Regions from separate parts of the Mus musculus genome. Here all the other regions are linked to region 2. Evidence: chromatin contacts called from public ChIA-PET, Hi-C and HiChIP or PLAC-seq data. All regions are on one chromosome and are shown on one strand. Each heading gives the region's core, a stretch centred on a gene start, on an enhancer-like site or on the middle of the called end of the contact. The rest is flanking DNA. Distances are from core to core; before and after follow the strand shown. Region 1 overlaps Gm41517 (a long non-coding RNA gene). Region 2 overlaps Arid1b (AT rich interactive domain 1B (SWI-like)). Region 3 overlaps Arid1b (AT rich interactive domain 1B (SWI-like)). Region 4 overlaps Arid1b (AT rich interactive domain 1B (SWI-like)).

The links. A called contact is a pair of places that touch in the nucleus more often than the background predicts. ChIA-PET counts read pairs in DNA pulled down with a chosen protein or histone mark. HiChIP or PLAC-seq counts read pairs in DNA pulled down with a chosen protein or histone mark.
Region 1: a contact with region 2 is called in a Hi-C map of the N1E-115 cell line, with 5 times the contacts expected there. The contact joins two enhancer-like sites. A contact is called at or near these places in 4 of 484 Hi-C or Micro-C datasets (the HL-1 cell line, the N1E-115 cell line, embryonic stem cells and 1 more) and 3 of 115 datasets of contacts at active chromatin or transcription factors (bone marrow-derived macrophages, embryonic stem cells and pancreatic cancer cells).
Region 3: a contact with region 2 is called in an RNA polymerase II ChIA-PET map of memory CD8 T cells, with 24 read pairs. The contact joins two enhancer-like sites. A contact is called at or near these places in 1 of 15 datasets of contacts at CTCF or cohesin (large pre-B cells), 4 of 484 Hi-C or Micro-C datasets (the HL-1 cell line, embryonic stem cells and neural progenitor cells), 5 of 115 datasets of contacts at active chromatin or transcription factors (the HPC-7 cell line, bone marrow-derived macrophages, embryonic stem cells and 2 more) and 3 of 9 other capture datasets (embryonic stem cells, liver and pancreatic islet).
Region 4: a contact with region 2 is called in an H3K4me3 HiChIP or PLAC-seq map of bone marrow-derived macrophages, with 6 times the contacts expected there. The contact joins two enhancer-like sites. A contact is called at or near these places in 19 of 484 Hi-C or Micro-C datasets (B cells, the C10 cell line, ECoMG myeloid progenitors and 10 more), 4 of 115 datasets of contacts at active chromatin or transcription factors (the HPC-7 cell line, bone marrow-derived macrophages and pancreatic cancer cells) and 2 of 9 other capture datasets (bone marrow-derived macrophages and embryonic stem cells).

The regions. Positions count from the first base shown.
Region 1 is chr17:4,942,948-4,950,672 of GRCm38.p6, reverse strand. It overlaps Gm41517 (a long non-coding RNA gene), which reads left to right. Exons shown (of 4, transcript XR_876352.2): 4 at 5,077-5,938. Among named protein-coding and RNA genes, the nearest start is that of Gm34625, 7.4 kb to the left of the region's middle. Within about 2 kb of position 4,157, at least 100 of the 459 cell types and tissues checked have an H3K27ac peak or open chromatin away from gene starts, as enhancers often do. A contact at or near this core is called in the N1E-115 cell line and epidermal suprabasal cells, where this site is marked.
Region 2 is chr17:5,187,356-5,194,106 of GRCm38.p6, reverse strand. The region is part of intron 4 of Arid1b (AT rich interactive domain 1B (SWI-like)); the gene reads right to left. Among named protein-coding and RNA genes, the nearest start is that of Gm34854, 34 kb to the left of the region's middle. Within about 2 kb of position 4,151, at least 412 of the 459 cell types and tissues checked have an H3K27ac peak or open chromatin away from gene starts, as enhancers often do. A contact at or near this core is called in ECoMG myeloid progenitors, the HPC-5 cell line, the HPC-7 cell line and 6 more, where this site is marked.
Region 3 is chr17:5,033,700-5,040,707 of GRCm38.p6, reverse strand. Arid1b (AT rich interactive domain 1B (SWI-like)) reads right to left here. Exons shown (of 20, transcript NM_001085355.1): 2 at 1-128. Among named protein-coding and RNA genes, the nearest start is that of Arid1b, 42 kb to the right of the region's middle. Within about 2 kb of position 4,312, at least 19 of the 459 cell types and tissues checked have an H3K27ac peak or open chromatin away from gene starts, as enhancers often do. A contact at or near this core is called in memory CD8 T cells, where this site is marked.
Region 4 is chr17:5,322,004-5,329,634 of GRCm38.p6, reverse strand. Arid1b (AT rich interactive domain 1B (SWI-like)) reads right to left here. Exons shown (of 20, transcript NM_001085355.1): 14 at 2,221-2,359; 15 at 1,814-1,986. Among named protein-coding and RNA genes, the nearest start is that of Gm29050, 86 kb to the left of the region's middle. Within about 2 kb of position 1,669, at least 72 of the 459 cell types and tissues checked have an H3K27ac peak or open chromatin away from gene starts, as enhancers often do. A contact at or near this core is called in ECoMG myeloid progenitors, the HPC-5 cell line, the HPC-7 cell line and 3 more, where this site is marked.

The DNA of each region.
Region 1 (7,725 bases), core at 2,908-5,407, 240 kb after region 2:
CAACATGATTTTGTGATAGCCTTCAACACTTAAGATCTTGGTGTTCTCAGATAAAAAGAAAGAAAGCGTTTGAGATAAAGTATTTTCTAGAACAGTGTTTCTCAACCTTTCTAACCCTGCAACCCCTTAATACAGTGCCTTATATTCTGGTGACACCCCCCCCCAACCATAAAACTATTTTTGTTGCTACTTCATAACTGTAATTTTTCGGCTGTTATAAAATCATAATGAGACTATTTGATATGTGGCCCCTATAAAAGAGTCGTTTGACTCCTCAAAAGGGTCGAGATCCACAGGTTGAAAGCTGCTGTTCTAAAGCCTACTACTAATTTAACAATCATTTAGTAAAATCACGCTGTCTGATGGACTATTTATCTGAATATTTCATCCAGGTCATATGGCTTTTGTGGCTAGCGCACTCACTGACGCTCATTGACCCTTTCTCTGCTTTGTTAGTATAAAGCAACAACAAACAGATGTCCCCCCCCAAAAAAAAACCCACTACCAACAAAATATTTTAAGTTTTGAAAGAATCTACTCACCTATCTGTGTACTGTGGACGAACAATAATTGTACCCATGGTATATATCACTGATACAGATTGCCAAAAGTTAAGGCTTGAAACTATAAAAGGTAAAGATAAGAGCCAGGCTGGACGTACTTACACGTGGACCACCTTGAAGAGTTCCTTTATCTCCTCTGTGTGTGTGTGTGTGTGTGTGTGTGTGTGTGTGTGTGTATTGCACATGTTCTTCTGTATGGGGGCACTTATGTGCAGAGGTTACAGGATGACCTTGGGTGCCTTCCTCAGGCACCACTCACCAATAAGGCTTTTCATTGGCCTTGGCTTGCTGGCCAGTGAGTTCCCAGGATTTGCTTACCCAAACCTTCCTAGCAATGAGGTTAAGCACATCAGTTTGTTTGTATAGGTTTCTGGGGTGTGAACTCAGGTCTTTATGCTTTCACCCACCTTAACAACCATGTTACCTCCCCAGCAGCTTATGTGCACTTTTTAAAAAAAACAAACAAACCTTATATTCTTGTTTTTTTGGCTTTCCAGAGCACTGGTGCTTTCAAAGGAACATGAGCAGTCAGAGGGCTGAGGTGACAGGAGCCCAGGCTTCCCTCCCCCCACACCTCTAGTCTTGTCTGTTTGGCAGCTAGTCAACATTTTGTTTGGGGGAAAAAGTCCTTGGATAATGTGGTATGAAAACCACTGAGCAATGGAAAAGGTTTTGCTTCCATGCTGTGTGCTTCGGAAGTGCCCTTCCTTCCTTGTTAGCTTTACCACTTAAAATATGCCATCTTATGAGCCATTCCAGCAAACACCAAGGGCCAGATGAATAATTTCTTATTTATGCTTTTTTTCAAATACCATAAATGGCATGTCACATTTAAGTTTGCAGAGAGGAATTATCAAATACTTTAGTAACTATACAAATATTAATATTTGATACACAGGCTCTCATAATGTGGCTTAATCACAGTTGGATTGATAGGGTGCTAAGTGGGAAAATCCTGTTTAGACAGTTGGAAGAGAAGGTGGAAGTGTTTAGTCAAACAAGCTGGATGGTCTTGTCAGTATCAATCTGATAGCTATTTGGCGTCATTTAATCTTTGCCAAAAAGATTTTTGTTGAGCAAAGGAACAACCAGAAAGTTGGGTTAATCCTTCATATTTCTCTTTTGGTTCAATTCTTCCAGCTCTTAGTCTGTAAGTGATCCCTTGGCCTGCTGGTTAAAACAGATTTCCTTTTCACTGTTACATCATTAAGGTAAAACAAAACTCAGCAGTGGCGCAGGGGAAGAGCATCCTTTGAGAACCGTCACTATATGCAGAAGTGGCCCTGCCCTGCCCTCCCTGGACCGCCCTCTAGGAAACAACTTTATTGCTGCAGGTGCCCTAGAAGTTCAAGGAAGAGTGTCTGCTTTCCACAGCCTGGAGTGGAGCCATCTCTTTTCTTCTGCAGGTTGTGCCCCTCCCTGTCTCAGCAGGGTGATCACTTAAACCAAAGAGCTCCCTCTGGAATCAGTCCTCATTCTCTCCTTGTTTTCTTCCCAGAGTTTCTGTTTTTCCCTTTGACCTTGAGACACTCATTCCATGGGAAAGGCTCTTGGAGTAGAATATCACTGTGGCTATGGACATTCCAGGGCTTGGAATACAGTCACCTTCCTTTTGTCCTTATTCATTTCTGCCTGCCTCTTCCCTGAACCCCCTAAGGTCTTTCCCTGGAGTTCCCCTTGGGAAAACATGAGTCCCTCCTCCCTTCACTAAATAGCACCTGTCCAGGATTCAAAAATACGGTAGTACTACCATAACACAGGACAAGTGTGGGTGGGTAGATAGGTTTTATGAGAATGCAAATTTCTGATGCTGCACTTAACATTTTTAAAAAATTCCTTTTTCCTTATGCACATGTGTGTGCACATGTATGTGTACATTTGATACTGTGGTACTGGGCATTGAACCCAGCTCCTCTGCAGTAAGTACCATTAACCCCCAAGAGGTCTTGCCCCCAAATGATACACATCTTAAAATGAATTTTGGAAACATGTATGTTACTGGGAACATGAACACAGGACAGCCTCAGCACACAATGGGATTCTTCTATTAAACAGGGAGATGTCAGTGAGAATTAATTGCTTTCTTTCGGATCAACCTAAATCAATCTAAATTGTTCAGATTGTTTGACTGCATTACATGGCTTTTATGGTAAAGACACTACAGAGTTTCAGCTAGCAGCCTCTAGAGAACCTCTCTCTCTCTCTCTCTCTCTCTCTCTCTCTCTCTCTCTCTCTCTCTCTCAGGATACTGAAGTCAGAATGTCTGATGGCTTAGAGACTTGCAAAAACAAACAAACAAACGAACAAACAAAAAAACCAGACAGATGACCAGATCTCAGCTGGTGTCAAACTAGCAGAATTGCTCAAGGGAGAAGGGCTCAGGCTGGAGCCGTACAGGAGAACATTCTACAAACAACTCCTGGCTTCCTCCACCCAGGTCTCATTCCACCTGGTTTCTCAAGAGCAGATCTTTTGGCCAGCCTTAAGCTCAGAGGATCTGTAAGGCAGGAGGCTGAGTTCCAGTTGCCTTTGCCCTAATTTATTGAGGCCTTTAAAAGTAAATAAATAAAACTTTGAACTCAAAACCATCTGAAAGCTTTATGAGTGAGATATGCTACTTGCCTTCAGGGGTATCAAAGATCTCTGGAATTAAAGTAATAAAAAAGAAAGAGAGAGAGAGAGAGAGAGAGAGAGAGAGAGAGAGAGAGAGAGAGAGAGAGAGAGAGAAGGAAGGAAAGGAAGAAGGAAGGAAGAAAGAAAGAAAGGAAGAAAGAAAGAGAGAAAGAAAGAAAGGAAGATAGGAAGAAAGGCTCTGTAGTTGCAGAACTAGAAAGCTGCCCAGACTGGAAGCAACTGGTTCTTGTAGCTTATTAACTTAGGTGGGGGCAGGCCAAGCACGGAAGTCCCCAGCTCTGCCCTTGTCTTTTTCTAATGGAGGATTCCCCCTGTTCCTGGGCCTTTAATCGGCCTTTGTTCCTTCGGAATCTAGAAACAAACCTTTTCCAGAAAGGCCAGGGAGAGGAAAGGGGAAGCTGGAAAATGGCTCTTGAGAACCAGTAGAAGAGAAAACAAGGGGTCAAGGGGACCTCAGCTATTACAGGTTCACTCTGGAATCTGGGGGTCTGAACAGCAAACCAGGCAACTTGTGTGGTGACCTGTGTGAGCGGAACATGGCCCTCACAAAGCCCTTTCTTTTCTCTCTTTAGAGAGATGGACTAGCACCCCCTTATTGGCTGTGAGCACGGAGGAGCTCCACGGGGGCGGAGTGCCTCCCTTGGCTTGTAGGTCTGGACCCGAGATTCCTGTGATAAACTGGAAAACAGTTCAGTGCGCTTCTCTGTTAGATGCTGCTCTTTCAAAGGCAGGGAAAAGCAGGCTCTCAGGAAGGAGCTGTCTGGTCCAGCCAGCTCAGGGATAGAGGCTTCCAGACGTTTCCAGGGGCCGAGCTGCTTTTCCTTCTCCAGAGTGATGGCCTGGCTTGTGCACTCATGCAAGACGCTGCTAGTAAGCACTTTTCATGGTGTGTGTGTGTGTATATGTGTGTGTGTGTGTGTGTGTGTGTGTGTGTATGCGTGTGTGTATGTGTGTGTGGCAGAGACAGAGAAGATAGAGACTGAGAGAGACAGAAACACGGGGCGGGGCATGGCAGGGAGAGGAGGGAGGGAGAGAGAGGAGGGAGGGAGGGAGGGAGGGAGGGAGAGAGAGAGAGGGAGAGAGAGAGAGAGAGAGAGAGAGAGAGAGAGAGAGAGAGAGAGAGAGAGAGAATATGAACCCCCTTTGCATGCAGACCCGCACAGTGACCATGTAAGGAGGAAGGAAGTGTGCTGCAGATGCTGTTTCTGTACCTGTGTGCTCAGCTAGGGCCCGGCCCTCTGCTGCCAAATCCCTGGGGGAGCTGACACATGAACCAGTTTCGCTTGTCCCCTGCACCTCCTCCAGCAGGAGCAGCAGGCTAGGCGGGGAGAGGTGACAAGCTGTAAGGCCTTTCCTGCCAGAGCCCGCCCCTCGCAGGCCTGGTGGTTTCTCTGCAAAGGAAACATTCAAAACTCCAGAACGTGGCATGGGTCTTCCCTAGCATGTGTGCCTGTCAACAAGTCACCAGTGTTGGAAGAGCTAAGGGGAATGTGTGAGTTGCAGGAAGCCCACGGAAGACTTTCCTGGAGAAGGCTGTTTACCAGGAGGCGCGTGCTTGCTTCCTGGTCCTAATTAATGTCAGTCTTGGTTACTGTGTTCGCCTTCTTGGCGATCTTCTTAGCTCCATATAATTCTGTGCTTCTACACACCGAAACCATTGCTAGCTGTGCTGAGGAGGTAAAAAGTCCCAGATTTTAAAGAGACAGCTTTTAACCAAAGGATTGTGGCAGGTAGGCGGCATGTTAACTATCCAGGCTTCCAGACAGAATGGAGACCTTGTAACACCTGCATGAGGTCCTGTCTGGGCAGGGATCCTCATTCTGGAGTGTTGCCCTTTGGGGACAGATGGCCTTTTTTTCTTTTTTTTTCTTTTGTCCAGGAAGAGAAAACCCTGTTACATAGAGGATAGAGTGATTTATGCAGACAGTTTAAAGGGTGTTTCACAGCTCTGTGGAATGCAAGAGGCAGCATGATTTGAAGGTACAGTATACTCAAGGGCCAGTGTGGAGTGCACCAATGTTTTCCTTTCCTACTTTGAAGCAAGTTTCAATCCATTTCACTGACGAAACCGGTTAACCATGTGCAAATGTGTAGCTGCCGGAGCCGATCAGCCTTCCCAAGGCTCCATGGAAGCGGTGACTTCTCTCAGCACTTGGGGTCTGGTGTCGGAATAAACTGGTCAATACTGCCTTCTACAGAGCAAATGTCTTCCTTTAGTTCTCACATTTAAAGATATTGTATTTTGGAGGGAGGGGAGACCATGCCTTAATTTTCCTTCAACTGGAAATGATCATAATAAAATATTTGCATTGGAAATCATTTCTATTTTATAGAAATTAAGTTTTCTCTTTTGGAAATCACGGGTTTGGGGCAAAGTAAAACTGCAATATATATACTTTAAGTATTTCAGGGACCAGAGGTTAGCGGTTAGGAGCATGCACTGCTTTTCCAGAGGACCAAGTTCAGCTCCCAGCATCCACTTGTTGGCTCACAACTACTTGTAACTCCAGCTTCTCGGGATTCAACACCCACAGGAGCCCACACAGCTCTGCACATGGCACATGTAAGTTTATGCAGGTTCATGAACACAAAAAACAAAAATAAATCTAAAAGTATCTCAAAAGTTCATGCTTCAGTGAATTGCATATCTAGCGGCAGTTGATTTAAAACTTTGATTTCATTAGAAACACTCCTTTTTTATTATGAACTGTTTCAGGGATACCCCACCCCCGAGAATTATGTAATAAATCTCTGTGCTCTACCCAAGAGGTAAAGTGTTACAAGTGCAACTGAAGCTCTTACCCCTGTGCCCCCTTCTTTCTTTCTTTTCTTCTCTTTTTCTGTTTTGTTTTGTTTGAGACAGAATTTCTCTGAGTAGCCCTAGCTGTCCTGGAACTCACTCTGTAGACCAGGCTGGCCCCAAACTTAGAGATTACCTACCTCTGCCTTCCAAACTCTGGGACTAAAGACATGTGCCACCACTGCCTGACAAGGCACACTTTCTAAATAGTCCCTTCCTCACCTTTCAGAGATAACTATTACCCTGCATTCAGAGTTTATTGTTTCTGTGCATTGAAAAAAAAAGTCATGGGGCTAAAGAGATGGCTCAGTGACTAAGAGTACTTCCTACTGTTTCAGAGCTCGTAGGAGATGCTCCGCCCAACTCTAGCCTCAGATGATGCTATACTCACATGTGCACACATAACATACAGAGATATATAATTAAGCATAACATGTCTTTCTTTTAAAAAATTACTGCTTATACATAAACACACAAATTTTAATATAGATTTGATATTTTATAATCATTTCAGTGGAAGAAAATTAGAATGTGTGTGCATATGTGTGTGCATATGTGTGTGTGTATTGTGTGTGTGCACAAAACATTTATCATGTGGTGCTGATTTGAATGTTTCCAACCTTTCTACAAATATTACAGCTGTATTTCATTAATTGCAGATACAGCCATCTCTGCATATGTTTATATATCCCTATATATGTATATTGTATATACCCATATATCCTTATATCTATAGCTATATGCTATATTGGTTACAGGAACTCTGTGTCTTTCCATTCAGTCTCTCTCTGCCGGCAAATCTGCTGTCTAGACATCTAAGTTTCTCCTGATGGATGTTATTTGCTCTGATTTTTTTCTCCAGCATAAACAAGGTTGGTGTGAACTCCCTTGTCATGTCTCATTGTGCTCAGGACTGGAAAGATTTTGGAATTTCAAGCATAAAAGCTGCTACTTAAAAATGTTTGTTTGAGCTGGGCAGTGGTGGCGCACACCTTTGATCCCAGCACTTGGCAGAGACAGGCAAATTTCTGAGTTCAAGGCCAGCCTGGTTTACAAAGTGAGTTCCAGGACAGCCAGGGCTATACAGAGAAACCCTGTCTCAAAAACAAAACAAAACAAAACAAAACAAAACAAACCAAACCAAACCAAACCAAACCAAACCAAACCAAACCAAACCAAAACCAAAACCAAAACAAAACATTTTTTTGATGCCAGCTATGGTAGTGTATGCCTTTAGTCCCAGCACTTGGGAGACAGAGGCAGGAGAATTCTTTCTGAGTTGGAGGCTGACCTGGTCTACAGAGTTATTTCTAGCACAGCAAGGGCTACACAGAGAAACCCTGCCTTGAAAAACCAAACCAAACCAAACCACAACAACAAATCCCAAACACAAAATGAAAATAAAAACATTTTTGTTACATTTTTATTTTGTGTTTTGTGCGCATGCATTTGATTTTGTGTGTGTGTGTGTGTGTGTGTGTGTGTGTGTGTGCAATTCAGTGGAGTTCAGAGGACAGCTTTCAGAAGTTAGTTCTTTCTAATACCATGTGGGACTTGGGGAGGGGGTGGGGTGGAGTAAGATCAGGTCACGTGACCCGGAGGCACATGATTTCACCTGCTTCGTTGTCTCACCAGCCCCAGATCCTCAATTTCAAATTTAATATTATATTGTGGACATTTTACCACATCACTAAATATTCCTTTTAAAACACTGTGTTGATGGTTGCA
Region 2 (6,751 bases), core at 2,902-5,401:
TTTATAAAACAGCAAACCACAGTCCTTGGAAAACGTTAACGATTTTCCAGATGTGATTAAACCACCAGTATAGTCACATCCTCAAAATGCCCCTAATGTCCGACCTGTAGTACTTTCTCTATTGTCTTGATAAAGTGCTCTAGAACACTGGGTTAAAGCTTGAGTGTGGCTGGTGGCACACACCTGCACTCGCATCACCCAGGAAGCTGCAGCAGCAGGACCCAGAGGTAGGGACCAGCATGGGAACCAGAGTGGGCCAGGTTAGGGTAGGCTACACAAGGAGACCCTTTCTCAAACAAACAAAAATCAACTAATAGTTTATACAAATTTTTCTATGAATTAGAAACTGCTCTACTTTTATTTGGGGGTGTGTGGGGCACTTTGGGGCTTTTAAATGGTTCAGTTCAGACAGAAATGCCTATAGGTTATTTTCTGCAACTAGAAAAAAATCTTTTGTCTAACACACACACTCTAACACACACACTCACACACATACACACACACTCACATACACTCACACACACACTTTTGTCTAACAAAAGATTTTTTTCCAGTGCCCAGAATTGAACTCAGAGCTTCTTGCATACTAGAAATCTAATCTGTTCCAAACCTCTCTGTAATTTTGCAAAAACTAAACATAAACTGCAATTTTAACATGAAAAATAGTAAGTCAACCATGAGGAAACACACACGCACATGCACACGCACACTCACAGGCACACACTCACACACACACTCACACACACATTCTCACACACACACTCTCACACACACTCACTCACACACACACAGACACACACACTCACTCACACACACACACTCACACACACAGACACACTCACACACACACTCTAACACACACACTCACACACACACACTCACACACACTCACACACACACACACACACACACACACACACTCACTCACATACACTCACACACACACACACACTCCTATAGCTAATATACTAAGCAGTATGCTCAAGGTTAGACATGAGAACATTACATCGCCTTCAGGTCTAAAGCACAAATCTATACTACCTCTTCCAGGTCACTCTCAGACAGTTTACAACACGAGTTTTATAGTTCAAACCTTAAAACAGAAAGGCTCTCAAAGAATGCTATATTTACACTGTTTGAAAGGCAGTCCCCTATTGTACATCAGGGAGGTGCAATGCAGAACTCAAGAGTACCAAGCTTGTGCCCGCAAGTGGCTTTCTATTTGGAAAGCAATCTCTAGGAGAAATGTTTTCTACCACTGATACCAGAGAGTCTGCTCACTGGAGCCCTGTCAACACTTTACATTAAGTAGACTCAATTGCATTCAAACAAATTTTTATAGCCTTTGAGTTAAGCGTGAGATTTCTGAAATAGACAATATATAACCAAACATAAGAAGGAAATGGTCACTTGGGGCTAAGGTTCATTTGTGTCACATCTTACCAGGCATCACTGTTTTGATGAAAGCTACCTTATGTCCTGGCACAGTATAGTCACACATCACTGATTTTTGGGTAGGGAGGGCAAAAACCCCAAACTCCACAAAGGAGTAAGTACTGAGGAGGCCAGGTCAGGGGCATGACCTTCTAAACATGTACTCTCGAGTTCACTGACAGGCCTGCACAGACAGACATTTCATATGCAATGTGAGCTTGATGCCGTATTTACTTAAGAGGGGGAGGCACTCAACTATTAGTAATACAAAGCCACTATTTAAAAATGGGGGGAAAGTTCAAAATTGAAAATATAATCTGAGACAACTGCCTACACTTGAATGTAAAATCGGTCAAATTATGCATTTGCTTCCTAGCTCTTCCAAAATTTCAAGGAACCAGGGAAACAAAATAATTTCAAACTCACTATGATATCAGAGAGGCAGCTTTACAATATGCTATAAGAGAATATACACAGAAATTGCATTTAGAAATAGAAGTGATTAAAATATCCCAAACAGATATGTCTTCTTTGATTTAGTATTTAAAGTCTAGGATGCTCCATATAACGTTCATAGTTTGATACACCAATAATTTCTGGGCTGTTTCCATCAATGGGGTCAATGTAACAGTAAATACAGGTGGGATGAGAAAGGAAGCTGTTTTTATTAAATTTATGTTACAGGCACTGTTACAAATTGTATCCGTTTATAAGAATTTTTCTGCTTGCTTTTCCATTCCTCCTGAGATACAAGAAAATTAAGTCTTTCTACTAACTCAGTATTCACAAAGCCAAGGACTTAAATGCCTGTCAACCCACAACTTATTGACCCCATCAGTTTCATGACCATTATACAAGCTCAAACCCTAAAAAGAAGGGCTGGAGCCATGGCTACTTGGTAAAGAGGCGGCTGAACAAGCACAGGGGCCTGAGCTACAGGACACACCCATATTCAGATGCCAGGGAGATGGCTAGGCTTGTGCTCGAAGTATGGGGGGGGGGGCGGGGGGGGGGGCTTCAGAGACAAGAAAACCCCGGAGAAAACTGAGTTCATGCTTTGTGGGTCTCAAAAGCTAAGGTGCAAAGATACTGAAGAAGACACCAGTGTTTCCCATGTGCACCCACGATAGAAATGAAAACTATCCCCAACACACACACACACACACACACACACACCAACCTCTTCTAGTATGTTGGGTGTTACTGCATTCATGTAGTGAATGCAAGCCCAAACAGATCCACACGTGCATGATAAGCGATTTGCGTCTAGGTGGTTTTTTTTTAAGGATAAAGTGTAGTAGTATACCCCGGCATGCAATTCACCTCTCTTTACAAAATGTCCAAATCAACTGGATTTTATTTAGCTTAAACTTTGTCAAATGGCAGCAGTGAGCAGCAGTAATCAAGGTTAGCAATGTCCATACTATAACAATCTTTCCTAATAGAATATTAATTGTATACACATCATAAACATACTTGTGTTAAAATACCATGCACGTGCATAGTAAATATGAGGCATAAGCCCAAACAAAATGTATTCTGCAAAACACTTGTTGCTCAGAGTCTCTTTAATAACCTTTGTAACAAACTTTAAGTGTCAAATTTCCAAAATTAAGCTACTGGGTCAGGAAATATCCGTCATGTTAATGATTATCAATAATTCACTCTTCATAGTACCAACTGCATTGACTTTAAAAACCATTCAGGCTACAGATCACAGTGGAAATAATTTATCAACTAGAGGCTCTGGCTGATTAGTCCTCTAAGTCTGGTATATGTATGTCGACTAACTTCTTGTATGTGTCATGCAGGTTACTTGAAAGGTCTAAGGTTACACTGCTATACCATAGAAGGTGAGCAACAGAGAGCAGACAGTGGCCTTAGGTCTTCTAGACAGATTAGTCTTATTCTCCAGAAATGTCTTTCCCCCCAAATCCTCTTAGCATTTACTAACGTAGTAGAGGCTAGAAAGTTGTCTCAGTGGATAACAAACCCTGCTGCTTGTAGGTTCAACTCCCAGGTCATATGTAATCCCAGTTTCAAGAGATCTGATGATGCCCTCTTCTGGCCTCCATGGGTACCAGGAACAGCCGCTGTGCACAGACATGCAAGCAGGCAAAACACCCAGTAGCATAAAATAACTTTTTTTTTTTTTAATTTAAGAAGGTACAGACAGGAGATGAGACGCTACAAAAGCTTAGGCTTTTTCTGGGATTTAAAAATGCTATGAATTAGTTTTCCCATCAAGGAACCTTGCACTTGGTTCCAACTGGTACTGCACAAATGTAGTTAGGGTCTTTGCCTTTGGCCCTACCCTCCGCTCCAGCCACTCTTGCCCTCCATCTCGCCTGTCTTGGTGCACAGCTTAGGCCTAAGGCCCGCCCCCTGGCGCCCCACCCACTGCCTGCCCCACTGGCCCCACCCCATCACTCCACCCCACCCTACTTTCCAGCGGCCTTCTGGTCTCCCCATGGCCCAGCCTACGGGAGGGGGAAGGGGGGGTGTTGTTTGATCCTCCCAGACTCTGGGTTTTGGGAGTCTACAACTTTGTCTCTTTCTGCAAAGCAAGTTTCAACCGGCCCCGCTACAGTGGGGGAGGGCCCTTTCCTCAGGGGCGGACGGCTCCAGCAGGGATACAGGGCAGCCGCTCGGCCCTCGCCTCGGCACTCCTCTCCAGGGACAGGCAGAGGGCGCGGGAGGGTTTCGGAGAAACTGGGAGCACCGCCGGGAGCGCGGCTGCGTCAGCAGAAACTTTGGGAGTGAGCCCTCTGGGGTGGGGCCTGCACAGCCCCGACCGTGGCTCGATGGCCAGGCCTCCCACCGCGGTGCCTGCCGGGAGCTCCCCACCCGCGGCTGCGCAGTCGCTGCTTCCCCTCTTCCTCCCTGGAGGAGTGCCTAGTCACTCACTGGCCCGCGAGCTGTGGGACACACTGCGCTAGGAAAACAAAGAAACCCCACGCACACGTTTCCAGGATAGGGAACGTGAAAACAGACAGTGAGACTTAGGGTGCCCCGCAGGTTAGGCTTCTCAGGGCTGCCATTAGGCAGCCAGGCAAGCTGCAGGCCCAGGTATCCAACCCAAGGCCCTGCTGAGCGCTCCCTTATGCTTACCGGGTTGAATGGTCAAATTCTCTAAACAATCCCATTATGGTTATATATGTGTGTCACGTATAGCCACAAATCCCAAGTCATTACTTTTTGGAAGAAAATTAAGTAATCTGAGAGCTTAGCAAAAACAAAAGCACCAATTCACCATTACTATTTTTTGTCACAACCAAGTGCTATATATGAAACTTTTGGATAATGTTACAGATATTTAAAGAAATGAACACATGATTTTAAATGCTGTTACTGTTGTCATGTTGACGCAGCTCACCTAGGCTCTGCAATGTGGTACTTCTCATTCAGCCATATCTAGTCTGTATAGTACCAGCAGGGTCAAAGGCAAGCAGGCATGCTGACATACTATGAATTAAATCATTTGTACACTTGAAATGTTAGGATTTGTGTTACTAGAAAAGGTGATACTTAGTAAATTTACCTAAAATGGGCAATCATACAAATTGCTTTGGGCAAATTCTTCATCAGTGAATGTTCAAATTTTTCACCCCATTTGTTCTCCTACAGATGATTTTCACAGGAATATGCTTCAGTATTTTTCAACTTTATTTCAAATTTTTAAAATTTTGAGATTTTTTGATTAAAAGTTCACTTTTTTTTTCTGACATTATTTGCCCTCCTTCCAGCCCTCTAGCCTTTTCTTCCTTTTCAGTCCTCCAAATGGTACCAAGTTGTACTACCTGCACAGGCTATGAGGTTAAGGAATTTTCAGATGTTTCTGGGTTCAGTAAATTACTACCTTCCTTCATTTGTGGTTAGGACAGTAGTGAAATGAACGCAGGCTCCGTCGGGGTGCAAGGAACACATGGTCAGGTATTTTACAGTGCTACACATTGTGGTGCAGCCAAGAAGGCAGTCAACAGATAGGCAAACTCGGGTCTGCAGTCAGGCTGCAGAGGGAAACCAAACACAGAATCGTGGGTAGTGATGAATAGGCCTTTGGAGCTGGGCAAGGAAAGCACTCAGCATGCAGTGGGGATAGAACCTAGCAGAGCCCAGGCAAGAGGCAGCATGGAGGACCACGCCCCCTCACCCCTCTTCCCAGGTAGATGCAAAAGGCTACAGTTCAGAACTTCACATGCTCCTCGTCCTCCATGCCAAGGGAGAGGTACTTGGCAAAGCATGGGCCCTGGAGTAAGAGGGTGTGAGGTTATATTTAACTCCTTCAAATACTGACTTTGTGTCCCTAAGACAGTTTCTTAGCGTCTGTCCCTGCTATCTGCAGGTGGTTGACAGTCACTTCATGGCTGTGAGGTGACTTAAATGGAACTTCCTTAGTGCTATCTTTGAGCATGACAAGACCAGTCCCCAAAACCTGCTTTCAAACTCACCCCAGCCTAGTCCTTTTTCAGTGCCTTGCTGAGACTGCTCTCTCCTACATCCACACAACAGTAGAAACTGCAATAGGATCTCCCATCCACTCCTCGGGGTGCCTTATGGTATCCTTGGCAAATCCAGATTTCAATTTGTTGTTCCACATACAATGCCAGAGAATACCAAAGGATCTGGGTCTAAACTCCTTAGTTTAGGTAAAAGGGCCAGGGGGAGTCTGTTCCTAATCTGCCCTGTGGTTTCACTCCCCTAAACTCATTACTGGATGGTAATCACGCTCCCTAGTGACTTGTGCAATAAGGCAACTGAGGTCTTTCCGCCCCTTTATCCAATCAGGCCCCTTCACTCTCTGTAATCCTGCCCTTTGAAAGCTGCCAAGGCTCCCCTGATCCCCACTGTTAGAATGTGAACAGTGCTGGGCTGAAGCAGCAATTCCATTTCATGCATAACTATGTATGTATGCATATATGGTTATGTCACTTGCAGAACCTCCAGCAGTGCCCTGCAGAGGGCTCTATCTAGTGAGCACTGTGCAAATGAGGACATCTGGAAACCAGGAAGTCTCACACTCCAGCAATGCCTTGTAACCTCATACTGGTGAGAGGGAAGCTGAGGCCTAAAGATGACCCTCAGACACCACTCACCTGTAGCTACATTCTAGCAGCTCTAAAAGGAGAGTGCTCATCGTCATAAAAAGAGAAAGTTATAAATTGTTTTTGAAAAGTCTTCCCTTCTATGAAGGTCCATTTCATTTCAGAACAGTTTAAACTCTAAACATTTGCACCACAACAGAAGCAGCAGGCAGAGCTGCGTTTACTCCCAACTTCAGAGCATACTGTGGATGTGAGGGTCTCGCTGTTAACAG
Region 3 (7,008 bases), core at 3,063-5,562, 150 kb after region 2:
CGCTGTGCACCTGGGGGACCGTAGGAGCCTCCTGGGTATGGGCTGCTCTGCTGTGGCTGGGAGTGGGGGTGAGTACCCATCCCATACAACTGAGGTCTCTTCATCACCATTGGGTCCATCGGGCTGCCCTGTGAAGAAATATAAACAAAGAAACAAGTTTACTAGCTATCACTTATAACAAATACAACCTTTGTGTTTAAATATATGCATTTAACACATCTACCTAAATTTTGAGATAAAAGATCATAATTCTAAAGTATTAATATTATCCCAGAATATTAAAGGAAAAAATATTTTTACTAACTTTCAGATAGGATTTTAAAGTTCAGATCTGGAATAAACACTATAAGGAAAAATTCTATTCCATAAATATCTAAAAATCCTAAAAAACAGGAAACACGATTTTGATTCCAAGTACCCCAGAACTCTGTCATCTAAAAATGATCTTCTAGACCTGAGCTTACAAGTCTTAAAGAAGCCTTCGTGCCCTGGCTATTCACTGAAGTAATGAAAAATGTTTTTAGATAAAGTTTTCCAAAGGTAATGAGTGTGCAGCAGTAAGCCCCAGATTACGAGTCACAGGCCAGTAAACATCACACCAAGCACAGCAGTTCAAATCTAGACCCTGGATTTTATTTTTGGTCTGGTGAATCAGTCCTGGAGCCTCAGGCCAAGGCCATCAGTGAGACTGCTTGACCAAGAGAGGTAGGAGCAGAACTTCAAGCAGGGCCCTCACAGCCTGGGCTCCTCAAAGCAGCAGGGCTGTGAAGGAAAACTCCCCTGCACCAAAGGCCACAGAGCCACAGCCTTCACAAACAGATACCAAATCAAGTGTGGACACCTACTGTGTGCCAGGCTTCCAGAGCACAAGGTGTAAATACATGTGGACCCTCAGGAAGATGTGCAGACTAAATAGAATCAAGTGTGGACACCTACTGTGTGCCAGGCTCCCAGAACACAAGGTGTAAGCACATGTGGACCCTCAGGAAGATGTGCAGACTAAGTGGAAATGCAGGCTCAGGGAGGGAGAGACAACACAGAGCTCCAACATCAGAAGCTAAATGACCTGGTGTGCCTAAGGACATGGATGTTCCTGGGGTTTGTACCATGCAGGAGGCTGGGAGTTTGTTGAACAGGGCTGAGGCCTGAGCATGAGCAAGCCTGACAGGTCATCTCAGGCTGCCTCTTCTGATAACCCCTGGGTGCCAGTATAGAAGGCTGTCACCTGAGCCACCTGGCAGGACTGCCCCCTCAGGAAGTAGCTGAAAGCAGGGCCAGCTGCCACACTGGCCAGGTAAGACAGAGGTTCTAAATGGACAGCAGTGACAGAGGCCACAAGGCCAGACTCCAAGCATATACACACAGACTTGAAGTCTGCAATGTGATGAACAACAGGTGGTAAGACAGGGATTGAGGAAAATGCAGTGGAGACGAGACTGGGAACCAACAGTGATGTAACGTGAAAGGTCAAAGTGGCACAAAGTAAATGCTCAATAAACGGGGGATGAATTGGCAAGTAAAGCCATTAACTTCATCCAGGTAGAAGGCACATGGCGAGTATTCCAGCCCCTAGGAGACTGAGGCAGAGGATCAAGAGTATAAGGGAAGTGTGAACATAAAGTTTGAAAGGTGTGTGTGTTGGGGGCGGAGGGAGGGGGGACAGAGAGAATGATGGAAGAAAAGAGAGCAATGCCATTTAGGCAGAAGGGGAAAACAGACCACAAAGAAACCAGAGCATCGGAAACTGCATTCAGAATTCCAGGGAGCATACTGTCATCGAAGAGGTGGAGACCTCATGGAGCAACTAAACTGCCGACAGAGCCCAGCAGGCCACATGAGAAGGTGGGCAGCCTGGACCCACAAACATTCTCAGCTTGGTCAGGTATCTGCTGAGCTCTGCAAAAAAAGTCACACTGTCAGCCCTGAGGCATAATGGTGGGGAGAGGGAGAGGGGAGCAACAGGCGGCTGAAGGAGTTGTGAGAGCTCCCAGTTGCTCCTCCCCCCACCTCCCTCCACAGGACTGCAGGTGGCCATTTCTCCTTCCAGGTCACCTGGTGTTGATTTTAGTGATCTGATGACAGCCGTGTGCCTGCCTGTGATGATTTTAGCAGAGTAGGTGTGCACTGCACTGCACTGGAGACCCAGGGATGCGCAGCCATGATGGATGTGAGGAGAAAGACATCATGTCCCTGTGCCAGGATGCAGGCAGTTGACACACAGCCTTAGTGGCAGGCCACTGTAGGACACACCTGGCCTCAGTCAGAGACACCCACCCGTCAACAATGAACCAACTGTGGAACACAGAGGAGACAGGTATATCCCAGCATATTCACAGATAGATTGGGAGACGGGTATATCCCAGCATATTCACAGATAGATTGGGAGACGGGTATATCCCAGCATATTCACAGATTGGGAGACGGATATATCCCAGCATATTCACAGATAGATTGGGAGACGGGTATATGCCAGCATATTCACAGATTGGGGGTTTAAACTATTACTTTCACCTCGAAAGAACTTACACCTAAAATAACTGGAAATGAGCGACGGCATATGGTTTTCCTCAGTCAGCACATGGCTCTTCCGTAACCTCGGCAGTCCTGACAAACACACAGACACATGTCTGTGGCAACACCAAGATCTGGAACTAAGCTCTCCTCAGAGTATTGACATTACAATGTGTGCTTATGAAAGCAGGGTGAATTCTTCTCCAGGTTCTTTCCAAGACAAAACACAACTTTCTTCCATGGTTGAACTGGTAATTTCAAACCCAGCCAAAGGAACAGTGGCCACAGAGAGGCTGTGTGTTTGCCATCAAGTTGGTGGCGTCTCAGTCAGGGTTTCTATTCCTGCACAAACATCATGACCAAGAAGCACTTGGGGAGGAAAGGGTTTATTCGGCTTACATTTCCATACTGCTGTTCATCACCAAGGAAGTCAGGACTGGAACTCAAGCAGGTCAGGGAGCAGGAGCTGATGCAGAGGCCATGGAGGGATGTTCTTTACTGGCTTGCTTCCCCTGGCTTGCTCAGCCTGCTCTCTTATAGAACCAAGACTACCAGCCAGAGATGGTTCCACCCACAAGGGGCCTTCCCTTGATCACTAATTGAGAAAATGCCTTGCAGCTGGATCTCATGGAGGTATTTCCTCAACTGAAGCTCCTTTCTCTGTGATAACTCCAGCTGTGTCAAGTTGACACAAAGTTAGCCAGTACAGTGGCCCATCCCATCATCAGGGCTCTGCAGCAGCCCTGTGCCCACACTGGTCAGACGGTGCCAACACAGGAGGAGCCTCTCACCTCCCCTCAACATAATGCCCAGTCCAAACTGCCGTGACGGAAGCACAGAGTTTAAATTGTAAAATGTGCAGAGTGCAGAATGCGGGCCTGGGACGCCAGCCCAGGCGCCACTCGCCCAGCAGTGGAGGCAACTGTTCTGTAGTGTCTGTCTCAGCAACTTGGTCCTAGGTAAAATGCAGTTAATTTGCACTCGAGTCCAAACTGTCAGCTAAACCCCAGACTCACAAAACTCAAGAACATGAGACACAGAGTCTCTCCAGCTCAGAGGCATCGGCTCGCTTGGGAGACTTCCTGGATGAAATCTTAGGCCTACTCAGATAAGGCACATTATTTAATTTTTCCTTTCTCTCCTTACCTCTCCTTACCTTAGGTACTCATCCACAATCCAAATCCATCCCTCTGAGCACTTGCTGATTTGAACATTAAAACATGTAATGAAGTAGCCCAGCTTCGCCCTAGCTCTTCACTGCTAGCTCTATAAAGAAACCACAGTGTCATTCAAAACCAAGACTGTTCCAGGGAAGACAAAGGCCAAGCTGATCCTCCTGTGCACGAAGAACCTCACATCCTGCTGCTGGTTTTGGCCAGTCCTCAGGTAGGATGCTTCTAGAATGTGACTATTTTCCTTTCGCACATAAAATGTATGCTCTACCAGGCCTCCTCTGGTCCAAGGTCTCCAAGCACCTCACTGAGTGGCTTGCTCTGGTAGAGTTTCTTTCCAAGCACATTGCACAAGGCCACCTGTGAGTTTTATCCCATTGAGACACATGCTTTCTGTATGAGATGCAAGTAGCCACTAGCCCACAACCAGACTGGGTTTTATTACTTGTTAAGACTTTCAAATTGCTTTGTTAACCAATAACCCTCCTTTCCCCATCTCTCCCTCTAAGACACACACACACACACCATACATAGACACACACATACCACTCAGGCACTTGATGTTGCCTGTTTTGTCTTCCAACAGCCTCAGTCCCCCATGCATGGGAGTAGGTCGTGAGGACAGGAAGTGTGACCCAGTTTGAAAGCAGACCTGGGTATAGACCTAAGCACAACAGGAACAAAGTCCTGCTGTGCTCTTATAGGGTTCCAAAAGCCAGCCTGGGAGTCCTCCTGGGTAAATTATCCAAGCTGGAAGGCAACAGCTCCTAGATGTCAGTGTGATTCAGGCAGTCACTCAGAGTCACCATTTCAGAATATGCCTACACATGTATTTATAGTGAGGATACCTATGTAAGTTTATTTTACCCCTAAATGTCAAATTAAGGACCTAATTTACCAAATGTTTTGTTATGATTTTCTTAGTACAATTTCTTAAACCACAAACTGGAGAAAAGCTTGGCAACCCCACACCCCCAACAGAGAAACCTCACACCTCAATCTACAATGTATTTACACATTCGGATTAAACAAGAGCTTTTCAGTCACTGGGGAAAGTAGCCTGCTGCTGGTAACTACGAAAAGACTGAAGTAATACCCCATCGCCTAAGAAGCTGACAAAAATAATCAAACCTAGTATGAACAAGTACTGGAACAAACAGGTATAAAAAACTATAAACAGGGCTAGCAAGATGGCTCAGGGGTGAAGCTCCCGCTGCCAAGCATAATATCCTGAGCAGGATCCCTGGGATGCAGACAGTAGGAGAGACAGCAGACTTCTGCAAGCTATCCTCTGCTCCTCACACACGCTCTACCAGGTGTACGCAGAGACGGGCGAGTGCGCACACACACATGCACACGTGCGCACACACAGAGGGAGGGAGAGATGGATAGATAGATGATGGATGGATGGATAGATGATGGATGGATGGATAGATGATAGATGGATGGATAGATGATAGATAGACAGACAGATAAGATAGATATAGATGGATAGATAGATGATAGATAGATAGATGATAAATAGACAGACAGTCAGATACGATAGATATAGTAAGAGCCACCAAGTGCCTGAAACCCTGCAACCTAAAAGTTCAAAGAAAAACCGGAACAAACCTAACTACTCTACAGTCACAAAAGCAATGCACAAGCATGCCATAGCAAGACAGTGGGGTGTGGGGACATGGGGAAGGAATGTACAAACTACAGTCTGGGGTTTTTTTTCCTATTTTTTATTAGGTATTTACTTCATTTACATTTCAAATGCTATCCCAAACATCCCCCATACCCTCCCCCGACCCTGCTCTCCTACCCACTCACTCCCACTTCTTGGCCCTGGCGTTCCCCTATACTGAGGCATATAAAGTTTGCAAGACGAAGGGGCCTCTCTTCCCAATAATGGCCGACTAGGCCATCTTCTGCTACATATGCAGCTAGAGACATGAGCTCTGGGGTACTGGTTAGTTCATATTGTTGTTCCACCTATAGGGTTGCAGACCCCTTTAGCTCCTTGGATACTTTGTCTAGCTCCTCCAGTGGGGGCCCTGTGTTCCATTCAATAGCTGACTATGAGCATCCACTTCTGTGTTTACCAGGCACCGGCATAGCCTCACAAGAGACAGCTATATCAGGGTCCTTTCAGCAAAATCTTGCTGGCGTATGCAATGGTGTCTATGTTTGGAGGTTGATTATGGGATGGATCCCCAGGTGCGGCAGTCTCTAGATGGTCCATCCTTTCCTCTCAGCTCCAAACATTGTCTCTGTAACTCCTTCCATGGGTGTTTTGTTCCCAATTCTAAGAAGGGGCGAAGTGTTCATACTTTGGTCTTCGTTCTTCTTGAGTGTCATGTGTCTTGCAAATTGTATCTTGGGTATTCTAAGTTTCTGGGCTAATATCCACTTATCAGTGAGTACATATCATGTGAGTTCTTTTGTGGTTGGGTTACCTCACTCAGGATGGTGCCCTCCAGGTCCAACCATTTGCCTAGGAATTGCATAAATTCATTGTTTTTAATAGCTGAGTAGTACTTGTGATGCATACAAGTGTAGATCTGTGAAAAGGGCTGATAAGGACTAGGGCAGCCACTGGGGCCAGTGTACAGCTGTCATACGGTAAAGCAATTTCCTCTCTACAGCTCTATCAACCCAGTGCTTCCGATGCCCTGACTTTCTGCAGCAGGGAAGAACTGAGACCCACAGTCCAGCACTGAGCTCTCTCCCTGGCATCCAGGCTCAGGGCAGAAGCCAGTGGAATAGCTGGGGCTCACTCTTGCCCCAACAGAGATCTGTCCCCTTCGCTGTACATCAATCACCAGCACCTGCTACCATGCCACTGTGAAATGTCCCCGGGCTGCCCTGTGACAGTTTCTGTGGAGTCTTATGCTGCTACCTCACCCCTTTATGATGTTTTTCGTGTTCCCTACGAGATTTCCGACCTCCCTAGCACACCCTTGACCACACTCAGGCTTGGTGCTCTTTCTCATCTTATACACAGTTGATCTGGATAGCTGTGGCCACTTGGTAACTGCTTAGGAGCTCTGATCATAAAAAGGAAAGCTTTTCAGGACAAAAAGTCAGCACTGGTACTCAGCCTGGCAATTCATGCATGCAGGACAGCAGACACACATGATGTCAGCGCTCATTTATAAGTGACTTCCTCGGTAACCATTCTAAAGGCCTTAACATTGGTTTCCCTAGAAGAGGAGGGCTCCAAAGACTCATTCCCTCCTTTCATAAAAGCATCTAGTCATCTTCAAGTGTTAAAGTACCACGGTTCTCAGTTTCCACAGAACCAAAGGCCAATGGACTCCCATCCAGATGACACAGG
Region 4 (7,631 bases), core at 420-2,919, 140 kb before region 2:
CAGCCTCTCAAATTCATTCCTAGGAGAGACTGCAGGTCTGAGGGAACGAGAGGCTCCCGTGGCTCCTGTACAGCAGGACACAGAGACAGAACACCAGAGAGTCAGAGGCCCACCCCAAAGAAATTAATTAAATCATTATTTTTTCCATGTTGTTATATTTTTAGAGTCCAAAGGTAGTGTGGTGTGGTCCTCACAGACTCATGGGTTTGAAGGCTTGGCCCATAGGGAGTGCCACTATCAGGAAGTGTGGTCTTGTTGGAGGAAGCATGCTACTGTGGGGGCAGGCTATGAGGTCTCCTATGGAAACGTTACAGATGGTCTGGCACACAGTGGATCAAGATGTAGAACTCTCAGCTCCTTCTCCAGCCCCATGTCTGCCTGCATGTTGCGATGTTTCCTGCCATGATAATGATAATGGACTCAACCTCTCAAAGTGTAAACCAGCCCCGATGCAATGTTGTCTTTTATAAGATTTGCTGTGATCATGGTGTCTCTTCTCAGCAGTAAAACCCTGACTAAGACAAGCAGGAGACAGGCCCCAAATCACTCACCACCATAGAAAGCTAGCTGCTTCTAACACCCAGGAGGCTTCTGGACCCTCCTGCAGTCTGAAAATCTTTACTTAGAAGTAGCTTTGAGACTCTCTCTTGAAAAAAAAAATTACAGACCGTCTTGCTTTATGTAACTGTTACCTGAAATACATCTAAAATATTACACATCACATTCGCATACACCCAATGCTAAAGATTCTGAGATTCTTCCCTTTTTATAGCCCATAATACTCATCAAAACCAAGCTTGGGCTTTATGTGTCTCTCCACTCCTGGGGATCATAAAACTCACAGCTGGTGTGGTGGTGCATGCCTTTAACCAAGAACTTGGGGAGACAGAGGCCTCTGTGAGTTTGAGGCCAACCTGGTTGACATGGAGTTTCAGGTCAGCTGGGGGTACATAGTGAGACCCAGTCTCAAAAAATTTTATGTATTTCAACATCTAAGTATGACACAGCTACCACTCTCTACGGGATCCCAGAATAACCACTGCCACAAAACATCTTCACAATCTTTCCTGTATATGAAAAAATGCTCATATGATGGCTTAATTTGACAGGACCTACCTGCATTTGGGTGAATGCCAAAATGCAATCTGCCAGGTTCCTACCTGATGCTGGTGTGTGCTACCTATTCGAATACACACCCTGATGCTGGTGTGTGCCATGTTGATTGTGAACTCCCTGGGGCTGGCCAGGTTTAAGACTCAGCCTTGGGTTTCTGTTGTCCCTGATACTCTCATGCCCCTGCATTGGGAAGACAGAGGCAGGTAGATCCCATTGCTACAGATACACCAATCTGCAGGGCCTCTGCCTCCCTCCAATGCATTCACTCAAAACCGCTGCTATTTCCACGCTTTCCTGTCTGCTTGCTCTCTCCTACCCACCAGGGTCTTTGCTTTTCTGCCCTCCTATGTCTGTTAACTGTTAGAATCATGAATGTAAGAACACTATTTTGTACTTAGCACTGTGCCCTGTTTCTGTTCACACCATGTCGATCATGGCAGCCATTGGATGCTTTCCAGACCACAACTGTCCATCATTCTACTGGCTTCCTGTGTGTGGACTTAATCTGCTGCTTTCACCATTTCCGAAAGAGGCAAGTCAGACTCAGAGTGGCCAAGTTCTCCTGAGGCTCTGGCTTAAGCAGGAAGGAGGCTGTGTCACTACATGGCAGGGGCTTAGAACCGTCCCAACTGAAGAGGTGAACAGGCTGCCAGGCAGCTGGGAAAGGAAGTCTCCTGGAGAATGCCCCTCCACGTACCTTTTCTCATTCCACTGAAAGGGTCCTTGTTGGGTTCATAGGGCATCCTGCCCATCATGTCTGGCATGCCCATGCCCTGCTGGTATGGGGCGTTTGGAGTCATGGAGTTCCGTTTTGGGTACGCTGAGTCACTCACGTCTGAGAACGGGTCATGCACACTGACTGTACTGCTTCTGAGAGACACAGAGCGGGAAAGCTGAGTGATACTGTGACACTATATACCCACAGAGCTCAGGAAATAAGCCACACTTGCGACTGGTGGATGCAAAACCACCCAAAGTAAACTACACGCTGAAAGGAGCAGTACTGAGCACTTAAAAATAATCAGGGAAGAACTTTTTCTATTAAGTTTGCCCCCAAACCAAAACAAAACTAGGCTTTATATCTCAAGAGTCCTCAGAGCATACCTTCCGCTTTGCATGGGAGTCATCTGTCCATGAGGGGTAGAGGCTGGGGTTGGTGGCTTCAGGTCACCTGGAACCTCTGCCATCGAATTGCTCCCAGTTGACTGTGGAGTCTGTGGGCCTTGTAAGGATCCTGAGTTAGCTAGCAGTCATCAAGGGAAAATAAGGAGAAAAGCTAGTGTTATTGAGTAAGCTAATTTTTGGTAACCATGTATTTGAAAAGGTTAAAAGTAAGATTTACTGGAATCATAGTAACAATTTAGTAAAGTCAATTACGTATACACTGTTTTTGTTCAGAAAATGACAGAGTGAGAGACCAAGAGAGTGGGAGCGTGGGGAGGGGTGGAGGGGGGGTAGAGGGAGGGCTGAGAGCACCAGCACAGGGATGCTATACCAGTTACTGATGCCCGTGCTTCACCCGAACGGGCAAGCACTGTACACTCGGTTCTGTCCTCACCACCCAGGGAAGGGATTTTCTGAATAACTGATTTAGAAACATTCTTCATCTGTGAGCCATAACACATGGTTACACATATGACTGGGTAACTGCTCCCTGGGGCATTTATCCCAGGGAAAGGAGTCCAAGAAAAAGAAGGCTTCAGGCAGAAAATTGTTTAACTCAGTCTAGTTGGATATACTCTAAATGTAAATACAGAAGAAACAGAATAACAATTCTGGTGTTTGAGGTTGGTGGGCTGTAATCTGGGGCTTCAGAACGCGGGTTCTTCAGTAGTGGGAATGTCTGCAGCTGAAAAGTGCTTACAACCGTTAACAGGGCACCTTACAGTATTTTAATATCTCTTCAACAACTGGACATCTATGCTTGATCGTTAAAAACACTGTCACTTGAGCTGTGACTCGGATTTGTTATTCCACTGACTTGCAGGTCTCTGATGCTGTTGTCAGAATTCCGGGACTCAGGCTCAGCCAGGATGACTTCAGAATAACAGCACTCAGACAGGAGCCCCTTTCCAAGCTCACACGGGATAAACTAACCTTGCTTTATAGGGAAACCAAAGTATTCCAAGAGCTCCTGCTTTATCATCTATCACAGTCTTTAGCATGTTAGATACTCAACAGATAGATGTTCGTTCCACGTATTGATTAGACAGGAGCATGCTGGATGAATCTGTGTCCGATGATCTGGGCTCTTTTCAACAGGTGAACTTAGAGCAGCAAACTGACACAGCTCACACAGCCCCATGTGCTGGCACCTGCAACAACTATCTGGGACTGTGAACTCTGCAGACCGCTAGCTTAGGAAACATCTCCTGCTTTCCTCTCTCTTTCTCTCTCTCTCTCTCTCTCTCTCTCTCTCTCTCTCTCTCTCTCTCTCTCTCTCTCTCTCTCTCTGTGGTCCCTCCTCACCCCATGTTTTTTTTACATCAGAGAATATGTTGGTTAAGCAAGTTCCAAACCATTACTTAATGAAGGGATCAGAAATGGGAAAGGTGCATGTCAGTAAAGAAACTATCCATCCACAGGAACTCTGTGATATCGTCCAAGTTTTTATTGTAGATATAAGAGTGCAGCCAGAGGCATCTGGAAGAGTCCAGAGCAGGGAGAGAAAGTAGACTGAGCATGGCCAGCAGAGCGGACCTGGCCAGGGCTATCTGTGAGAAAGGAGAACAGCAAGAGATAGAGACTAGAGCGAGCAAGGTGAGACTAGCCAGGGCAGAGAAAACCTTGCCATTATAGAAAGAACAACTGTGTGTAGGCAGAGGGAACCCGGGAAGACAGCATGCTAGCAGCGTGCTAGTGTGGACTTTGAAATGTAGAACAGGTACTTGGGATATTGAGGGAGCCAGAGGCCTGCCTGTGCTTTGATATGTAACAAAGGTAGCCATTTGTCCTTCTGCTAGAGGTAAGGGAAATGGTTCCTTCTGTTAGATGGGGACCAGTTTCATAAGTTCTTGAAGAAGGCTGGCTTTTATATAACCGCCAGACATCATACAGTCTAGCTTGAGCTCATTTCTGGATATATGGATGTCTTTTGGAGTACAGGGAACTGGGGCTTTTTTCTTTGGACCTGACAACTTGTCCTTAGAAAGCACTAGCTATGTACAAGTGTTGTCTGTCAGACAGGGGCCCTGTGGCCTGAGTGGTGGCCCACTGTGTTCATGAAGCTCAGGGAGACTTAGGGATGGCTTCAGGCAGCTAACAGACACTTAGAACTCTGGAAATGTGCATGAAGAAGGAAAACCACAGTGAGGGAGGAAGGGGTGTCCTGTAGCACTCTAATCCATCTTCCCCATCAACCCCCTACTGCAGAGGAGGAGAAATAACTTGTTTCTGTGTCAGGCTGACTTTCCTTGGAAATGTGGCTATTAGGCTGCTGTGATTTTAGAATGACCGTTACTTAGAAAGAATTCACAGTTATAGAGAGTAAAATAAATAAATAAATAAATAAATAAAGGAAAGCTCCTTTCTTGTTAGTGTTTTTCCTTTCCTTTTAAGAAAAAAAAAAAAAAAAAAAAAGCCTGAATCCACCTTCTTGCCACTCCATTAGCAGAGGAGGCTGGCTTACTCTCTAGGAGATCCCTACCTTTTGCCAGAAGCTATGAATGTATACTCTAAAGTAAACAATGGAAAGGTTACTGGAGGTTAAGCACATTCACACTTCAGACAGGAACAGCCAGGGCTCCCGGCTGGGAAGATAATTTACACAGCATGAACTTGGTGCCCTAGTGCCAAAGGGAGGGGTGTGTGTGTGTGTGTGTGTGTGGTGGGGGTTGGGGGGGGGGAGAACAGCCCATGTGACCCAGGTCTGGTGTCTGGAGGTCAACTGGAGGGCAGCTTTGCTTATACAGCAGCCCGTTCTCATTTATCTTCCTCTGAGGATTCCCTAGTTGGAAGCGAGACAGGTTTTGTGACATCACTTGTCAGCTAATAATAAAAATGCAGCCAGCCACCTGCCAGCAAAGATGGATGGGTTTTAGGTTACAAACTTACAAGCTGAGTGGAGTTCCCTTGTCTGTGCCTGCCCCCCTCCTCGGTGCCATTTCCCCAAGTCTGCTGGGGACAAGTGCTGTTGACTGGACTTCTCCACTAACTTGGGGAGGTTGAGGGTTAGGGTCGCATGGAACCCAGGGACGCAGACTGCGTGCTAACGCCCTGGCAGAGGTCATGAGGCGCAGCTGTCTGCAGAGTGCCTGCCTCTATGGCGTAGCTGTAGAGATGAAGTGAGACAAGCCTCCAAGGCCTGACTGAACTCAACTTTAGATTCATAAAGCCACAGCAAACCCAGACAGGCTGGAAATACAAAACAAACAAAAAACCAAAAAAACCCTCCCAGAACAAAGACACAAGATATAGGAACACATTCATTGGAAATCTTTTGGTTTAGTTTGCCTTGTTAAGAAAGGTTTAACTGAAAGTTAGCTTTACAAGTTGTATGTTAAAAGAGACCAAGAAAACATCTTGGCACAGGAATAGCTCTTTTCAACAATTGCAAGGAAGGGCAAGGGGCCAGGGAGGCTCTGATGCATAAGCCTGGCTATGGGCTGCAGGCTGCTGCTGCTGTTTCTGCCCCGTGGATGGGCTGTGTGGCCCAGCATACACCACATGGTGTCTCTGGAGTGGACACTGACTGCACAGGCAGCATCAGGAAGCTTTGCTCCTACTGTCCCCAGGTCACAGCAGGACCTTGCTACATCTGGACCAAGATGGGTCGATCAAGTCCAGTTCCTCTGTGCAGGTAAAATGATAATGTTGCCGCTATAAGGGTAGCTGTCCTAAACTGGGGAAAGGAAAGTGCTGGCTGCTCGGAGAGCAGGCCTCCACTTTCTGCAGGACCTGTACCCCAGCAGGGCTTCCTGTTCTGAGCCTCAGGCATGCTGGGAGCGCTATTCTCCACACACAAGTGCAAGCCATTCAGGGACACAGGCTCTTTCCTGACAAATAAACGTATCTTTAGATCTTTGCAGACACCACTGCTTTGGACCCTGCACCCCACTGGGGTGTTATTTTGGAAGAACAGTTCAGGGCTGTTCACAGACCAATTCTTTAAGTCTGTGAGCTGAATGTAATGTGTGGTTTTTAAAATCAGCCTGTCCCGTGCTCAGGTATGTCCTGAGTGGTCAATGTTTGGGGTCATTAAGGGTGAGGCTGCCGAGGAGGGTTTCCTTCTTAGAACTGGACCTCCGTCTAAGGATGGGCAGGGCAGTGCATGGCTGGCTGCTCGTTGATGCTGACTGGCACCAGAGAATCAATTACAAGGGAACAGAGTTCTTTCTCTAGATTCTGATGTAAACACTGGGCCTGCTTCAAAGGCATTTCCTTCTAGGCTAAGGCATCGAGTGAGTTTGTGTCCAACATATGATCAAAAAGCCCCAAACAGGGTTCCTGCAGTATCATGGGGTAGCTTTGGGGTCCTAAGAGCTTATCTACCTTCACTGTCTTGGGGACATCAATACTGCACCTGCACCAGGGCTCATGGGAACCTTACGGACTGAGAAGTAAATGTAGCCGCCCCCAGCCTTGAAGCAGGCTGATTCAGACTTTGCTGCCTCTAAAAAATGAGATCACCTGGGGTGCAGCCTTCCAACTGAGATGGCTATATTGTTATGTCAACTACCGCTGCCCAACTCTGAGACTCTGCTACCTGCTGAGAGACCCTTGAGACATTCTGGAGACACATCCTATCCTGCCCATCGCCTACAGGCTGGCTTCAGGCACCAAGAATGGATTGGCGGGGATGGGCCTCCCCCGCCCCCCTTTTATAAGCACATTGTCTTAGTAAACTCGAGGGCCTTGATCAGAGAAAACTTGTCTTGGCTTCATTCTTTCCTCGCCGTCTAGTCTCTCTCTTTCAGCCCCAGCCTGCCTTCCAGGAATACCTGGTTCAGGCAGGCCGTGGTACTACAGATTGGTGCTCAAACAGGGACCTGGAAAGGGCGGGAAAACACCGAGGGACCGCTGTCTTGCGTGGAGCGCCACGAGAAGGGAAGAATCAGAAGATCGTATCGGGCACAGTGAGCAACAGGTATTTATGCCAGCGCTGGTTTTAAACTTCATTTTTTAAAGTGTTGCTGGAGGTGTGATAGGACACGGGCTGTGCTGGAACAGTGCAGTAAACAGGAGACTCCTAGCATACTGCATTTGCTCAACAAACATGGGCTTTCAGTTAGCCTCAGAACAGGAGCAGTGACTGCTGAGTGTGCGCAGGCCCCACCTTACACAGCAGCGGCAGGGTGCCACCAATGCTGCAGGGAACTAGCCTTAAGTGGGATCTGTGATGACCAGTGACCAGCAACCAGAAATGGGGGGCGGGGTGTTACCTGAGTGAGGCCACCATGCAGAACCGGGCAGGGGGCTGATTTCCCTGTCTCTAACACTGGATTTGCCAGCTTACAGCATGTGGTAATCTCACACTTCAAAGTCTAAGGGCGGGGGTGTGGGGTGTGGGAGGAATG